Regions from separate parts of the Mus musculus genome. Here region 1 is linked to region 2. A link is a contact called in public promoter capture Hi-C data. All regions are on one chromosome and are shown on one strand. The core of a region is the stretch at or near the end of the contact, and the rest is flanking DNA. Distances in the headings are between cores, read along the strand shown. Region 1 has its middle 24 kb from the start of Nfam1. Region 2 holds the start of Ttll1 (tubulin tyrosine ligase-like 1).

Evidence for each region. Promoter capture Hi-C pulls out the DNA fragments that hold promoters and counts their contacts.
Region 1: a contact with region 2 is called in a promoter capture Hi-C map of hippocampal neurons, with 4 times the contacts expected there. The contact joins the enhancer-like site here to the promoter of Ttll1 in region 2. A contact is called at or near these places in 5 of 39 promoter capture datasets (the 3T3-L1 cell line, the HPC-7 cell line, hippocampal neurons and 1 more), 3 of 484 Hi-C or Micro-C datasets (cerebellum, cortical neurons and embryonic stem cells) and 1 of 115 datasets of contacts at active chromatin or transcription factors (pancreatic cancer cells).

Annotation. Positions count from the first base shown.
Region 1 is chr15:83,055,524-83,058,312 of GRCm38.p6, forward strand. No RefSeq gene overlaps it. Among named protein-coding and RNA genes, the nearest start is that of Nfam1, 24 kb to the left of the region's middle. Within about 2 kb of position 1,303, at least 89 of the 459 cell types and tissues checked have an H3K27ac peak or open chromatin away from gene starts, as enhancers often do. A contact at or near this core is called in cerebellum, cortical neurons and hippocampal neurons, where this site is marked.
Region 2 is chr15:83,509,538-83,512,237 of GRCm38.p6, forward strand. It overlaps Ttll1 (tubulin tyrosine ligase-like 1), which reads right to left and starts at 1,370. Exons shown (of 12, transcript NM_178869.4): 1 at 1,197-1,370.

The sequences.
Region 1 (2,789 bases), core at 53-2,552, 450 kb before region 2:
TGAAAGGCCCCGACTTTGCCGCCTTTCTATGTCTACTGTACTGAGACCCAAAAGAAGGGAAATCGTTTTAGATGTGAGACTGGATTAAAATTCAAGTTCAAAAGCATGCAGGCTGGACCCGGGAGGTGGCAAAAGATGAGAGGCTCCATCCAGGCCATCCTCAGCCACACAGTGAGTTCAAGGTCACCCCAGACTACAGGAGGAGCATTTGTCTCAATAAACGCACACAGAGAGCTAACCAGAACACCACAGCTGTCATCTGTGCTGCTGAGCCTGATCAGGATGCTAAAGACCTCTCAGAAGAACGGGGTCCAGGATAGGCCCAGGATAGCCCCGAGGATGCCTGGGCATTTCTGCCTCTGCCTCTGCCTCTGTTTCATTGTCATATATACAGAAGTATGCACAAGCAGCCCCAAACTGCCCCTGCTGTGCTGAAGATGAAAGCAAGCAATATACTCTACACTACTTTTTTTTTTTTGGTGGTGGTGGTGGGAGGGAGGGGGAGGGGGAGGGGAACAGGAGAAAGGAGGGGGGCTGGGAAGGGAGGGGGCGAAGGATGGAGAAAGAGAAGGGAGGGAGGGTGAGATCCTGTGAAGGACAAAATACTTTCAGGAATCAATTCTCTCCTCCTGTCATGAGGGTGGGCTCATATTTAGGTCCTCTAGCTCGGCATGGGCCGCAAGACCCTTTGTCCATTGAGCCATCTCGCCAGCCCCTAGACCACTGCAGCTTCCCTCTCTCGCTGGCGTCCTCTCTTTCCGTTTTTAAAAGCCATTCTACTTAAGCATCAAGTAGAAATGTAGTTTTGTAAAGGGACCGATCTTCTCTTTCAAGCCAAATGAGGGTGCCCCCCCCCCCATACCCACCCTCCTCTCATCTCACGGCTCGGTTCTTGCTCTAGGGCTCTAGGAGGCCCGATCTGTTCAGCAGCTCTGATTGATAACACAAATCACCCCGGAGGCTCTGAGGAAGGGACTTGGATGTCAGCTGGAGGTGCAGTGGGAGTCACGGCCCTGCCCCCACATCGTTTATTCTTTCACCGCATGGCAAGCTCCGAAGGACCGGAGCAATTCCACCAGCTCTCAGAATTGGCACACCGCGAGCCTCCTCTCCCCGGACCACCGCGCTGCCATAAATAGACACCACGTGGCCTCCTTTTATGATAAGGTTAGGGGGAAACGAGTGCGTGGGGAGAGGCCGGCGGGAGAGTGGCAGCTCCGAGTCACAGGGATAAAGCCTGCGCAGCACTGCTCTTCTTGCCTGGGGCGGGATCAAAAGCGGGAGCCGAGTGGCAGCCGCTGGGCTCCCCAGGCGCTTCCTTTGGTGGTTCCCTGACTCCCAGCAGCGGTTCCTGCCCTCAGCCATCTTCATCACTCCTGCTGGGGCTGCAGGCGCCCTGCCTTGCCAGGCTTTGTGGCTCCCCCGGCTCATTTTCTGATAGAGCTGTCAGTTTTTATTGCTGATAGGAGAAATCATGCTCTCTCTTAGCTGAATGTTAATTGGCCTTTTCCTCTCTCATTCTGTGAGAACATGTAGTCCCCTTGTCTATTCACCCCTCCCCACCCCCCAAAGGTAGAAGCAGCATTCTGGAAAGACAAGGAAGGTGGTTCTTGCTAAATTGCTAATTGTTAATTCAGAGGTTAAGAAAAAGCTAAATGGGGGGCGGGGAGGGCGGAGCTATAACCATACTTCTGAAGTCTCCATGAGCCTAGTGTGGACTATATATATTCTCATTGGCTATAGAGGGCCCAAGAATCAATAGGGGGATGGGTAAAGTCAAATGTGGAGGGGCTAGGCACCAAGCCAGCCCCGGTTGCTGCAGAGATAGAGCCAGAGACACCTGACAAACTGATGGGTCAGTACAGCTGTGACTGTAGCAGCGACAGAGGTAAATAGCCAGTAAAGACAAAGTTAGAAACTCAGCCTTGAGAACAGCCAGGAACTAGCTGGCAGGAGGCTGCAGTAGGGATGTCCCAGTTAGGAAAGGCGGTGCAAGTCATAGATGCCGCAAAACAGGGCAGTGAACTGGAGACGTTTGATATGACAGCCCAGCACAGGGTTGTTGCCCTACAATTCTCTTGTACTTAAAAAGTAAACTGGTGGGCTGGAGAGATGGCGCCGGGGTTAAGAATGCGGGGTGTTCTTAACAGAAGACCGTTTGATTCCCGGCACCCACATGGCTCCCAGCCACCTGTAACTCCCATTTCAGGGGCTCTGACGCCCTCTTCTGGCCTCTGTTAGCACTGCATGCATGTAACGCATAAACATACATGCAGGCAAAATACCCATACACATAATTTTTTTTAATTAAGTGAACAAACCAGGGGGCAGCAATACCTGTAATCCCATCATTTTGGAGACTGAGACTGAGTGACAAGTCTGAGACCAGTGTGACTCCCCTTCTCATAAAGGAAAGGAAGAGGGAGCCGGGAATAGCCTTATGAAGATTTAACTGTAAAACGTGACTACTTAAAGTATACAATTTAATTTTTTTTTAAGTACATTTACAAAGCTGTGTGCCCACAGCCAACTCCAGAACATTCTACAGGGAAGTTTTCTGAGAACAGCTTTGATAAGGACGGGGCATGATGAAATGGCAACAATGTCTCTTGTCAGTTTGTCAGCAGAGCCCAGCGAGGCTGGAGAGTGAGGGGGAGTGAGCCAAGGACAGGAGATGTAGCACAGCAGGGAGGGTGAACAGGACCAAAGATTTGTGTGGCAACAGGGGGAGCATTTACTCATCTCTTCTATTCTTCCTTGCCAAAAATAAAAGACCGGGGCTAGGTCCG
Region 2 (2,700 bases), core at 120-2,619:
ACATGAAACCCCCAAATAAATTCCCTCTGTGGAGGAGCAGATAAGTGCTACTCAAGCCAGTCAGTGAATGAGAGGAAGCCCAGCCCTCCATGGTGGAGAAACCAGCAACAATCACCTATAAAGACCTGGCTTCCTAGGAACATGCAGAATGCGACTCGGGGGAAGATGGGCAGCTCAGAACACTTGCTTGTTGGAGTACTCCAAAGAGCTTCAACCTCTGCTGTGATCACAGCCGCAGACAGGAGTCAAGGCAGCCTTCCTAGGAACAGCAAGATGAGAACTCACCAGAGTCTCATCACCCTTCTGTGTCCAGCCTCAGAAAGCAAGGTCCCTGCTTCCCACACTTTGACATTTTTACAAATCAGGGTCAGTGACGTCACGACGACACCAGGATTCCCAGTATCTATATTCTTTTCCAACAAGCTTTCAATGAAAGGGGCGGGGGGAAGCTATCTCTAAGAAAATAAGACCTAAATGGCTGGAGAGATGGCTCAGCTGTAAGACCCAGTCCTGCTCTTGCGGAGGACATAAGTTTGGTCCTCAGCACTCAGCACACAACCTTCTGTATATAATTCCAGCTCCAAGGAGCTCCCATACGCCCTCTTCTGGCTTCCACCAGCACTTACACTCACGTGCACCCCCACCCCCACCCCCGCGCACTGAGACACAAACATATACACATAATTAAAAATTAAATAATGAAGACTATTTAAATAAAGAAAATAGTATATAATACTGCACATCCATGACCTCCACTCCTCTCCACACCACTGTAGGTAGACAGTGCCATGACCTAAAGTGGCTGTCTACTAGTATCTCCCATTCATTGACAGCACAGCAGGGCTTCTCTTTTTGTGCCGCCATATGACATCACTGTTTTATGCTCATTAAGTGTTTCCCAAACAAAGCCTGTTTTACCAAGACCAACTTGGTTTGCAAGGCTATACTTCCTGCGTCCAGTTGAGGACGCAGTCCCTGCAACACCCCCCCCCCACCCCACCCCGCCCGGGCTCCACAGAGGACCACAACTCCCAGATCCCCCTCCTAACAAAGAGGGCAACATCTCGGGTCGGTGCAGTCTTGCAGAGGAGCAAGTAGAGCAGCCTTGAGCTCCCCGTACAGGTGCGGCGCCCCCCAACCTCCCCCAACAGATGCCACCTCAAACAATACAGGCTGTGGATGCACTGAAAGCCTACCTAGAATAGCCGGTAAGAAAGATAATGATGCAATTACAGCAGTTGAAGGCACAAGGCAAGTCCCAGGATATCAACAGAGAAAACGACGTTGAGCAGCGGAGACACGGACTGGGTAGCAGAAGCTAAACCGCCCGGATCCTTCACGGGCAAGCCCGCCTGCGCGTGCGCAATCTCCACGCGCGGCCACGCCCACGGCGCACAAGACCCCGCCCGCCCGTCCTCTCTACTGCAACCAGTCCGCCTTGCTCACTCCACTTCCGGAGAGGTGTCCTAGCAACCGAGAACGCGAAAACCGCTGGCGCTACTGCTTCCTGATTATTTTTTCTGTCCATGGTTGTGACACCTTCTTTCCTGCCTCGGTATTTTTCTGCGAGTTATCTATCCACCGCTTAGAGGCTAGAAAGCGCAAGGTATCCTATCCGCGCACCCTTCAGGGCCAGAAATGAGAGTTGTAAGGGCCAGGGCCAGCGGATAAAGGTGCTTGCAGCCAAGCCTTATCAGCTCAGTTCGACTCCCGGGACCTACATATGTGATGGATGGAGAGAACAGATACCTACAAGTAGTCTTTTGATCTCCACTCGTGTGCCATGTTGAACGCACCCCCTCCCCACGCCCACACACAATAAATGTTATTAAGAAATTAGTGAAGCCGGGTAGTGGTGGCGCATGCCTTTAATCCCAGCACTTGGGAGGCAGAAGCAGGCGGATTTCTGAGTTCGAAGCCAGCCTGGTCTACAGAGTGAGTTCCGGGACAGCCAGGGCTACACAGAGAAACCCTGTCTCGAAAAACAAAAACAAAAAACAAACCAAAAAAAAAAAAACCAACAAACCAAAAAAAAAAAGAATCTGGAAATTGGCTCAGAGGTTTAAAAAAACGTGCTGTGTTATTGCATAGGACCCACGTTCAGTTCCCAGCACCCATGCCAGGCTCCCCACAACCACCTGCATGTAACTCCAACTCGGGATCAGAAACCGGAAGCCAATGGCCTCCATGGGCCCCTGCACACATGTAAAAAACATTCGTGCACACACGCATGATAAAAACATAAAAATAGGACTGGAGAGATGGCTTGGCAGTTAAGAGCACTGACTTCTCTTCCAAAGAAGGGCAATACCCAGCACCCACATAGTGGCTCACAACCTTCTGTTAACTGCGCATATGGTGCATTGAAATATGTGTAGGCTAAACATACACACACACACACACACACACACACGAATAAAATTTAAAAATGAAAATTAAGTCCAAAAAAAAAAAAAAAAAAGACAGGATACAAGATGACAGACTGAGCTAGGCATCTGGAGGCCAAGCAGGTGCGGGGCAGGGTTAGCCATTGTCTCCTACTGACACTCCACTTTGCCATCCAGAAATCAGAGATGACGATTAACTCGTGTTTCTGAAGTTGTAATGTAATGTGAACATTTCATTCGGCATGTAGTGACAACAAGGGGCCCTCCCAAAGGATTTGAAGCATTTGTCCAGACGGTATGTTTTGTTTTGTTT